Regions from separate parts of the Sus scrofa genome. Here region 2 is linked to region 1. A link is a contact called in public promoter capture Hi-C data. All regions are on one chromosome and are shown on one strand. The core of a region is the stretch at or near the end of the contact, and the rest is flanking DNA. Distances in the headings are between cores, read along the strand shown.

The links. Promoter capture Hi-C pulls out the DNA fragments that hold promoters and counts their contacts.
Region 2: a promoter capture Hi-C map of fetal skeletal muscle shows a contact between it and region 1, with 2.7 times the contacts expected there. The contact joins the promoter of SMPD4 here to the promoter of HIC2 in region 1. A contact is called at or near these places in 1 of 5 promoter capture datasets (fetal skeletal muscle) and 1 of 2 datasets of contacts at active chromatin or transcription factors (alveolar macrophages).

Annotation. Positions count from the first base shown.
Region 1 is chr14:50,345,419-50,351,102 of Sscrofa11.1, reverse strand. It overlaps HIC2 (hypermethylated in cancer 2 protein), which reads right to left and starts at 3,528. Exons shown (of 4, transcript XM_021072792.1): 1 at 3,435-3,528.
Region 2 is chr14:50,660,337-50,666,020 of Sscrofa11.1, reverse strand. It overlaps SMPD4 (sphingomyelin phosphodiesterase 4), which reads right to left and starts at 2,533. Exons shown (of 19, transcript XM_001929589.6): 1 at 1,258-2,533. The coding sequence starts at 1,332. LOC100153925 (mitotic-spindle organizing protein 2B) reads left to right here and starts at 1,472. Exons shown (of 3, transcript XM_001929600.2): 1 at 1,472-1,961; 2 at 2,054-2,202. The coding sequence starts at 1,798.

The sequences.
Region 1 (5,684 bases), core at 2,279-4,778:
GTCCTTAACCCTTAGGGCAGGGCCCCTCCCAGCAGGAAGCACAGGCTTTGCTGCCTGCCAGGCAACGTCAAACTGGCCAGGCTTGCTGGGAAGCCCCTGACCTGAGGGAGCCAGGGTAGGATCTCCAGACTCCACACCAGGCGGGCTCTGGAGCAAAGGCATTTACCCTCCAGCCCCAGCTGGACCAGCTGTATACCTGCAGCTCCAGAATGTCACGCGCCTGCCTGTGAGAGAGCTGAAGTGGGAGGATGCGAGAAAGCAGGCCAGTGCCTCTCCCTCCCGGCTTAAGGCCACTTGTTGGCAAGGCTATAGTGCCAGAGGGCGGAGAGCAGCATGCTTACACTTTGTTGAATGGAAACAAGCTTGTGCAAGAGCCTCACAGGTGCCTGGTGCACAGCAGGTGCTCCTGTGCCAGCTCCTCAGAACTCAGAATCATGCTCCTGCCTCCCCAGCCATACTCACACTGCCGCTGCTGCCTTTCCAAAACTGAACACACTCCCCACAAACACCCCTGAACACCCCTCCCCCACAGCTGACCCAGACATAGAACGGGCCCCCTCTCTTGGGGCCCCCTGCCCTGCGGTGCCCTCCATGCAGCACAGTGCTAGCCCCCACCACCCCATCCTCTAATCACTTGTTTGCTGTCTGTCTTCCCCAGGCTGAGCTCTGCAGAGCAGCTATACATGAATGTAAACTCTAGTTCTGTTCCCATTTTAGAAATGGGGACACTAAGGCTCAAAGAGTCCATCACTGTCCAAGGTCACAGGGAGAGTAAACAGCATTGAGCCCAGGCCCCCTCTCACTGCCTGCCAGGAGAACCCCCTCACTCAGTCTCAGAGGGCCAGGAGGAACCAGACTTTTGGTTTCTTCTCTGCAGAAGCAGCCAGAACTGAGAGCCCCTGCCCTCCAGTGATTGGGTCCTGGGGGCAGTGGCCCTCAGCCCCCGTGGGCCAGGCAGGCGAGCTGTGGGGTGGGGCTGACTGCAAAAGGGCAGGGCTGCAGGTCCCCTGGGTAAACTGAACTTTATTCCCTCCTCACTCCTGGCTCTGAAGAATTGCCCTGACAGCCCTCTCTGGGGGCGCACTGCCGAAGAAAAGGCACTGCCCCCACCTCACCCCACCCCCCAGGTCCAACCCTGGCAGACAATAAGGACTCTGGGAAGGCAGCAGGCCTGTCAGCTCAATAATGCAAAACCCTGTTGCTGAGTCCACGACAGCTGACTTCAAGTGGGTTGGAGACTGTGCTTATTAACAAAATGAGAAATCTGATCTATGGAAAGAAAACACTACGTGAGGATTAATCCAGGACCGCAGCTTGTGGAGGAGGCTGGGCTGCTGTCCAAGACCAGGCAGAGAGAAGGGGATGTTGCCTACCTGTCCCCGGCAGGTACCTCGCTACAGGACAGGGCACATCGCCTCCACCCCACCTGCATCTCCTCCTCTCCCTCCAGCAACTGCAACAATCATTTCGGTTTTGCTTTAATTAAAGGCCTGGATCCCTCAGGCTGCTGCTTCCTCCACTCAGGGCCTACAACCAGAGGGAGATTTTTCTTTTCAGGAATCGCTTGTAAAAGCTGAGTGACTAATCTACAAGTCCCAACAACTGGCAAGAAAACACTGCAGGAGAAATCCTGGGTACACAACAGCACTCAAGTCAAATGGCCAGGGAAGCTGGGCAATGAGCACTCAGCTACACCCCAAAACTGGCCTGCAGGAAGCCAGGAGCCAAAGGAAAGCAACCTGGGAGTGCAAACCCCAAGGCAGGCGGCCAGGTGGGAAACCCCCTCCCAGGCTTCCTAGGCTCCTCCTTGACCATGGGATCTAGAGGTTTTCATAATAAGCCCAACCACACACACCGGTTCACTCACAGGCAGGGAAGGCAACCCACTCCATGGCCAAAGGACTCGCTTCGGCCCCCAAGTATCCGCCTCCCATCCCCCCAGCCCCCCTTCGGTGCTAAGAGGCCACTAAACCAGCAATCTCACCACACAGCTTTGTCTCTGGAGGCCAGCCTGAGGCCGGCCCATCTGCTATTTTTTTTTTTTTTTTTTTTTTTTCAGACCACTCCAGCGGCCCTGCTCTGCTGAGCTTACGCCAGCTCCTTGAGCCAGGGCTACAGACCGGCCACATGGCCTGTGCTCCTGAAAATGTCTGCTGAAAGGCCCAGGGAGTCCAGACGCTGGCAGATGGGAACAGAGGGGAAGAAGTAAAGCCAGGAGCCAGGAAGCAATAAATGCCAGCTCCAGAAAGGTCCTGGGTTTGGGCGACCCAGCTCCATCCCTTCAGCCAGGGTCCCTGGGGAACAGCCCCAAGTTCAGCCTAGAGCTCTGGAGGCCCCTCCGCTACCTGCCAGCTCTCCCCCTCCCCCAAGCACAAGAGGCACAGCTATCCTCACATCAGTCAACAATCTTACAGCCACAGGATTCCTATGGGCAAGGCTCTGCCCCTCCCCCCCACCACCACATATGTCAGAGGGGTGGCCTCCCTGGGTTACACTCCTCCTGCTGGGAGCGGGGGGGAACCTAGCTTTCCAGATGTGCTTGGCCACTCTTACTAGAAAAGACACTTGAGGTGAACAGGAGAAACACCGATAAATAACTTCAAAACCGTTCCGGCCCATCCGGATCCTCACTGGGCTCCCTTCCCCAGGCAGTACCACGCTGTTCTGGGTGGGGCCGCAGGGAGCATTATCGGACCACGTTCCCTCCTCTTTAAGTCGCCACCCCCCGGGGAGAGGCATCCCCGCCTCCCCCCACCCCAACTAAGCCAGAGTGAATATGAACCAGCTCAGTAGATAAACAGAGAGTGACAAGCTGGGGCCCTTCAGCTCCCTCCCCCTGCCAGAGACCCCCTCCCCCAAGCCCATCTCTCTTCCTGCCAAGCCGCTGCCTACGGGAGAGATCTGGGGGCAGGGCAGCGAGCCCACCAGACGCAGGCCCGGACCTCGGGGAGCGGCCCCTCCAGGCCTGCCCCTGCCCTGCCCGCGCGCAGCCGTCCTCCCGCGGGGAGGGGGCAGGGAAGGGACGCGGACGGAGCGGGGCCACAGTTGTGGAAACCGCGAAACCCCCTGTGAGGGGCGGCGGCAGGCGCACGGCCTCCAGAATAATGGGAGCCCGCCTGTCAGGCAGCGCCGCTCCCGGACACTGCTCGGATTAGACCACTGAAGAAAAGGCACAAAGAGCCGGCGCCCGCCCGCCGTCCCCACGCCGCACACCCGCGCGGCCGGAGGCTTTGTACCCGGACCCCGCTGCCCGCCCAACATGCGGGGACCACAAAGCGCGAAGCGCCACAGGCAGTACAGCCAGCGGCCGGCAGGCCGGGGGTCCCGCCCCCTCCCACGCGCGCAGCCCCACGTCGCCGAGCGCGCGCCCGCCCACGCCCCTCTACCCGGGGGCGCGCCCGCCGCCCACTGCCCGCGCCCCAAGCCCAGCGCACCTCACCTCGTGTGCGTCGGCGGCGGCGCTTGCCCGCCGGCCGGCCAGCCCTCCCGCGGCCTCGTCCTCGGCGCCGCCGCGCCGCCCGCGCCCGCCCCGTCCGCCCGCCGCCGGCCCGGCTCTCCGCCCCGCGCGCCCGAGCGCCGCTCACAGTCGCCCGCCTGGCGCCATCTTGGAAGCTTGTGACGTCGGCGCCGCCCGCTCACCCCTGACCCACATCTGAATGGGCGAGCGGCGGGGCGGGGGCGGGGGCGGGGCCTGAGTGTCGGGGGCGGAACCGGGGCGGGGCTTGTGCCGCACGACGGCGCCGTAGAGGAGGGGCGCGGGAGGAGCAGGACCCAGACCTCCTGCGTTCGACTGCACCTCCTCAGGTGCGGGGTCAGCCGCGACCTCAGTCTCGGAACGTCGGGGCTGCGCTCCCACCGAAGGGGGTCTCGGCACTTACAGGCCCACGGCCAGCCCCCGAACACGGAGCCGACCCCGCCTTGAGCCTGACCCTGACCCCTGGCAGCCCCGCGTTAGTTACTCCTTCTCAGCCCGGCTCCTTGTACACCGCTGGCGGCCAGCGTCACCGCGCAGCTGCGGGCTGCAGACGGCGTGGTCCGGCCCGCTGGCCTGGCCGTCAGCGTCCGGAGAAAAGAAACCCCCTCGCCTATCCCCGGTCCCGGCGGCCCAGCGCAGCAGCGCCGGCCGTACCTGTTCAGAGGGCGCGGAGGTCGCCACTCGCCGTGCTCGGCCAGACTTTTCCGGTGGCCGCAGCCCCTCGCAAGCCCCCAGGGTCAAGCGAAGCACCCAGACCAACCCACCAGACCCAGACTGTTGGCAGGGGATGGGGTGGGCCCGGGGCCGCGGCCCTGTTTTAGGAGTCGCTTGATGGACCTCTCCCCACTTCGGACACCAAACGAAAGGGCTCACCATCTAAAGAGAGGGACCCAGGACTGTGGGGTCTCGGTTCCAGTCGAGAAAGCTGACTATGCCCCGGTTCTAACAAATTAACATATATGTTTACTGCAGTGTTAGCAGGATGGTTCTTGAGATTTTAAAATAATTCTAACTTCACCTGAAAGAATAAATAGCCAAAACCAGTTATCATTTCCCTTCACGACAAATTGTAAAGTTACTGCAGTGACTCAGTGCTAGCCAAGAAACAGACTACAAACAGATTCCAGAAATGGTAAGAGCCTAATGAAAAAGGAAGTATCAAAACATAAGTGAAGGGGAGGAGTTCCCAGTGTGGCGCAGGGGCAACGATTCCAACTAGCAACTATGAGGTTGCTGGTTTGATCCCTGGCCTTGAGCGGCCAGTTAAGGATCTGGTGTTGCCATGAGCTGTGGTGTAGGTTGCAGATGCTGCTCAGATCTGACATTGCTGTGGCTCTGGCGTAGGCTGGTGGCTACAGCTCCAACTGGACTCCTAGCCTGGGAACCTCCATATGCTGCAGGTGTGTCCCTTAAAAAAAAAAAAAAATCAGTAAAGGAGAAAAGAAATAACCCAGGAACAGAGCTCAGTGGAGAACTACTATTTGAAGAAACCGCTGAGAAACTGTCAAGGTCCTACTCACCAAAGATATTCAAATTAAAAGAAGTTACTTTTTTAGTTTGTTTTAACAGATTAGAAATCAGTTTCAGATGATAACGTTCAGGAGTTCCCATCATGGCTCAGTGGTTAACGAATCCAACTAGGAACCATGAGGTTTCTGGTTTGATCCCTGGCCTTGCTCAGTGGGTTAAGGATCTGGTGTTGCCTTGAGCTGTGGTGTAGGTTGCAGACTCGGCTCGGATCCCAAGTTCCTGTGGCTCTGGTGTAGGCCGGTGGCTAAGCTCTGATTCAACCCCTAGCCTGGGAACCTCCATATGCCGCAGGAGCAGCCCCAGAAATAGCAAAAAGACAAAAAAAAAAAAAAAAAGATAATGTTCAAATACAGACAGAAATCTGGCTGGTAATGACTCTGTTCAAAGCACATAAATTATCTGAAAATTCCTGAACATGAATTTGGCAGGATGAGCCAACAATAAAAATCCCTTAAAATGATCACAACACTTGGATCAGTAATCCCTCTTCTGGGATTTTGTTCTAAGGAAATTAACCTCATTTGTAGACTTCATGCATTATTAAAGGTCTCTCTAACCACACTGTAAGCTTGGGGTTTGGAATCCTGGTGTCAAGAGCACACCTGATGCTTAATAGACACCCAATGGTCATTTGTTTCATTGGCATTTGAAAATTAATGTATGATAGGAGTTCCCAGCA
Region 2 (5,684 bases), core at 1,284-3,783, 320 kb before region 1:
AACTCCTTTTTTCCTCTTAACAACTGTCAAGAAGCTTTTTTTTTTTTTTTTTTTTTTTTTTTTTGTCTTTTTGCTATTTCTTTGGGCCGCTCCCGTGGCATATGGAGGTTCCCAGGCTAGGGGTCGAATCGGAGCCACAGCCACTGGCCTACGCCAGAGCCACAGCAACGCGGGATCCGAGCCGCGTCTGCAACCTACACCACAGCTCACGGCAACGCCAGATCATTAACCCACTGAGCAAGGGCAGGGACCGAACCTGCAACCTCATGGTTCCTAGTCGGATTCGTTAACCCCTGCGCCACGACGGAACTCCCCCTGTCAAGAATCTTAAAGAATTGGTCCTGGGACACCAGCTGGTCTTCTCCCCGGGTGCCAGCCTTCCTTTCTACCAACACTTTTGGCTTTCCAGCAGTGTGAGCAGCCCAACCTGAGTTCGGTAACACCGAGTCTGTTCAACTCTTAATTAAACTAGCTATCAGTTTCCGTTTCAAGGAAGACAAAATGCTTAAGCCCTGAACCAAGTGGTCAAGAGAACATTGTGCACTATTCCAAAATGACCAAAGCAGAATAAAACCCTGAACTGTTTGCAAAGGGCAGAGGTTTGGAGATGATAAGGTGAAATTAGCTCCTTGCTCACAGTCTGCAGAGGCAGCGGCTGAAGGAATGAGTCCTAGGCGCCCAATCAGGGTGTTTCGGGGAGAGAGGAGCGTCTCTCCGCCCCGGTTCTCGCTGCTGCGTCCCTCTGCGCCGTGCACCAAGCCTGAACTTCGCCCCCGCCACCTCCGCCCTCGCTGCCTTCAAGAGAGGATCCCGACCTGGTTTCAGGGTTCCTCCTGGGACCCGCAGCGCCAGTAGCGCCAGTCTTGCCAGGGCCTCCCTCTGCCCGCGCGCTGGAAGAAAGGCGTGCTCCCATCTGCTGCTCATGACAAGGGAGCATCTGGGCCCTCATGTCACAGACAAGGAACCCAAGTCTCCGCAAAGCCAGTCCACACGGGGAGGAAAGATAGAGCCGGGATCCACCCCTGCTCTCTCCACACCGCTCGCTGAGCCGCAGGCTCTCCCCGCTCCACTTCGTTCAGCGAACGTTAACCGAGCGCCCACAAGGTCGGGGCGCGCGGGAAGGCGCAGCTGGGCCCCGGCTCCCGGCCGGCCCAGCCCGAGGCCCGGGGCTCGCGTAGGAACGGAGACGGCTCGGGCAGAGGGTCTAGGTGGCCGCCAGGTAATTGGGATAGACCACGCGCGACTCCCGCCACTCACCTGAGAGACCCACAGGGTCGCTCGCTTTAGGGATGGAGGCCGCCATTCGGCGAACCGGCGCCGAAATGTCGTCATCAAGCTGCGCGTGGCGTCACCTCCCCTTTACAAACGGGAAAAGCGCCGCTTTCTCTTTGGGCTGCTTCTTTAAAAGGCGCGTGCGCAAAGTGTAGTCCCGTGGGTTTATGGGACCGCAAGGGGGCGCCCACCTAGGAAAAGAGCGCGCGTGCACGTAAGGCCTGTGCGTTACTGCCTAGAGGCGCGCCTCCTACCGGACCCGGCGCGAAACAGTACACTCTGGGTCCAACGGGCATTTATTGATCGCCCACGGTATGCCAGCGTGAGATACTCTGGATGCCGTCACCGCCGTGAGAGCGTAGAGAAGACCAGTCGCCGAAGAGCGGGTCTCCTTCCAACGCCCGGCGCCGCCCGGGCCCGGATCTGAGCGCCGGATGGCAGGGGAGCTGCTGGGAGAGGAGGGCGCGGCGGGCCGGTAGGGGGCGCGGCGGGGCTGTACCGGGTGGGGGACCCAGCCGCAAGCAGATGGCGGCGCCAGGCGCGGGGCCCGGGCCGGGGGCGCCACCAGGGCTGGAAGCGGCCCTACAGAAGCTGGCGCTGCGGCGGAAGAAGGTGCTGAGCGCCGAGGAGACGGAGCTGTTCGAGCTGGCTCAGGCTGCGGGCGGCGCCATGGACCCCGAAGTGTTCAAGTGAGCGCGCGGCGGAGTCGGGTTTCGGGGTTCCGGGGGACTGACGGCCCGGGCGAGGAAGGCTCACCGCGCGCCGGGTCTGTTCTCTCTAGGATCCTGGTGGACCTGCTAAAGCTGAACGTGGCGCCCCTCGCCGTATTCCAGATGCTGAAGTCCATGTGCGCTGGGCAGCGGCTGGCGAGCGAGCCCCAAGACCCCGTGGCCGTGCCCCTGCCCACGACCAGCGTGCCTGAGACCCGAGGTCAGAGCTGGGCCTGGGCGGCGGGTGTAGGGCGGGAGCGGGAGGTGGGCAGTGCCTGGCACATCGGGGCTTGCTTAGCCCTGAGTAGCCAGGCTTTTCTGTTGCTTTTGTCCCGGGACTGCTCCAAGGGCTGGCCCTTTGGGCTCCTGTCCCCAGCTTCAACTTTGCTACCACCTTCGAGGATGCACATCCAGATCAGGTAGATGCAGGATGGGTGGCCAAAGCAGACCAGGCCTCCTCTGGGACTTGTGTACACTGGCGTCTTGCCACCTCTGCATTCCTGTCTTCATCCCATGAACATGGAAACAAAGTGGCTTTGGTTCCTGTTCTCGTGGCACTTGTCGCCTCAACTGAAGAGACCTTCCTGCGCCCCCTTGTCTGCACCCTACCCGGCCCAAGTCCTGCCCAGGAGTCCCAACAGCTAAGCTTCCATCCTTGGGGCTGCAGATGGACCTCAGTCTGGACCGTCATGGCTGAGAAATGAGCAAGTGCTGGTGACCAGGGTGACGTGGTGGAGCTCTTACTCTCCTTGCTTGTCACTTCTGCTCCCAATTTTTAGAAACCCTCTGAAAGGCAGCAGAACCTTGGCCAGAAACACCCTGAGAAGGGGCTGATATTGGGTGGAGGGGCAGTCAGGCCCTGTGGGTGGGAGCGCCAGGGCCCCAGGCACTGTGCCCCCATTCTGAGAGGCCTTGAGTGCTGGAGTGCAGGCCTCCTCACTGATGTACACTGTCTGCTCTCTTTGTGTCTCTCTCCGACCTCCAGAGGCCTCCTTTCTCTCTGCCAAGAACTGTACCCCCCCTGCAAGGCCCTCCTTTTCCTCGGCCCGGCAGACTGCGGCCTCTCCGATTCTGCTCCACGGCCCAGCTGCCTCGCACTCGCCTCTCTCTCCAGGGCCCCCCGGTTCCCTCCGGTTCTCTTGCTGCCTGTTCTCTCCTTTTGAAGGTTGCGTTTATTAGTTTATCTCTGGGGGTTGGTGCTCTCTCCTGTTTCCACGGAAACTACCATGGCCCCCAGAAAGCTAGAGCAGCATTGAGCTGCAAGAGCAGGACCTGGCTGGCCATCCCACCATGCAGCTTAGTGACAGCAGTGATGGGCCCAACCTCCCTCTTCCCAGAGGCTAACTACCGGTATGACTTGTGTGCTCTGCGGAGGTGCCCTGGCCCCAGGGGAGGACACCTGAGGGTCGGGGAAGGGACAGTTCGCGCTGTGGAGAGTAAAGCCTGAGGTGAGAGGGACACCTGCATTCTTAGATACTGTCACCCCCTGGACTTGCTGCCTGGGAGGTCAGACCATGGGTCCCTTCTTCTCCCTGGTTCCTGAGCTGGGGGTGCCCTCCAGGCACGGTGAGGCTGGGGGCCCAGAGCCAGCTGTCTATGAGGGTGTGAGATCCCATGGGTGCCCCTCCCCATATCACCCACCTTGCTGTTCCAGGTATGCTTGGAGCTTGGGCCAGGGGAGCAGAGGAGGAGCCGAGAGGCAGGTGGACTAAAGGCGAGTTTGCAGAGGGAGGGAAAGACCAGGGCAGAGAACTTCTATTGCTGCTCCTTGGCTTAGTGACAGGGTACCAGGCCCACTCAGTGCTGAGGGCATAGTGGGGCTGCAAGGTGGACTGGCTCTTGGTCCAGTGAGGGAGATGGCCAGACAGACAGTGGCAAAGGCAGAGGACAGTGCAGCCCATCCAATTGTGGAGGACAGCACTGGCTTAGCTAGTGCAGCAAGGGCTAAGCAGGGTGGGGGCAGGGCCTGAGCTGGGGCCTGGTGGGAGGGAGAGGGAGGAGGGTTTGGGCAGCAGGTGTGTTGGGTGCAGGGCTGGGAGCACCACAGAGGGCTTGGAGGTGGCAAAGCCCCAGGCCAGGGTCAGGAGAGGCATGGGGCGCTGGGCCCCACAGAGTTGTTTCTACTTGAGGGCTCTGGCTTTGGGTCCTGCTGGTCTGGGCAGCCACCCACCCAAGTATGAGGACACAGAGCCCCTGGGGAGGTGCCCAGTGGGGATAGAGGGCAGGTGAAGGGCTGTGCAGGAAGAGGCAGAGGCCAGCCATGAGCTAGAGCTCTCTGGGGCTGCAGGTCATTGTCCACACAGACCTCTGGTCCCCTGGGTAATGGCAGGATCTGGGGTGGAAAAAGTAAGGAACCTTGTCAGAGTGAGTACTGATTGACTGGGGGGCACCTTGGTGGCCTAGGCTGCTGAGGGGTGGAATGGGAATGTTCAGGCCAGTTGGCCTTGGGCCTCCCACAAAATTAGGGTGAGGTTGCTCCAGATCAAAGGCTGGAACCCACTTAGGGGCCTGGCTGTCCAGCACAGAGAGGTTGTTTCTGCTCCGAGTACAGTGGGGTGATGCTTATCTCAGAGAGGACACAGTCTCTGAGTGAAGTTAGCTTCAGTTATGTGTTTTTTGTTGAAGTTGAGGGAAACCACACATTTTAAAAAGACCTGCAGTTCTCTTGTAGTTTAGTGGGTTACGGATCCAGCGTGGTCACTGCAGCAACCTGGGTTTGGTCCCTGGTTCTCTGGCCCAGGAATTTCCACGTGTTGTGTGTGCAGCTAAAAAAAAAAAAAAAAAAAAAAAAAAAAAAGTGCCCCAGAAAGGGGAAGGTGGAGTATGGTGTGCACACCACATGCCAGCACTGGCAGGCATTGGCACCAGATGGGAACAGACACCTCATGGATAATTTTCTTGCTGATTACAGGCTGCAATGATGTATTGGGGTCTTTCGAGTAAATTAAAGTATTGAAGTTAATTTTCTGTTTCTTTCTTTTTAATGTGGCTCCTAGAAAGTTAAGGAGCCACAAGTGGCTTGCAGCCCATTTCTGGGGCTGTGTGCCTGGCAGGATCACAGGGCACATCTACTTGGGGTCACCTCCCCAGAAGCTTGGGCTAAGTGAAGGGTTAAAGTACATGTTTGCAGTCAACACTGTGCATCAGTCTATGTGTGTACATGTTTTAGAAGTGCTGATTGAGCTCCTGCTGTGTGCTATCCACCCACCCGCCTGGCCACCAGACCCTTCCAGCTGGCCTTGCAGACAGTGGGGCTGTGGTATTTTCTTTCCCTCAGTCCTCACCCACCTGTCTCCCTGCCCTTCTGCACACAATGTGCCTTCCGTGATATTTGGCCTTGGCAGCTGGCTGGCCTGTGGCTCCAGGAGGTGGCACACCCACCCCTCAGGAGAGAGTGCTCTGGGGCTTTGAATAGTTCTTCCTGCTCAGCTCTGTGGCAGAGCTTGCAGATGGCATGAGTTGGGGGCCAGGGGGCCATTCCAAAGGTAAATGGCAGAGTAGGTCCCACTGGGTCTGGGTGGCCCCCCAGCTTCAGGAGGCCCCTGAGTCATAGGTGGCCATGGGCTGGTGCATTTGGCGGTTTTGCTTCATTAGGGGGTCGTCCAACACCAAGTGGCCACAGCTGATTTTAGAGGTAGAAGAGCAAGCCAGACTATTTTTAACATTCAATAACCTTGAATTCCTGTTATGATGCAGTGGAAA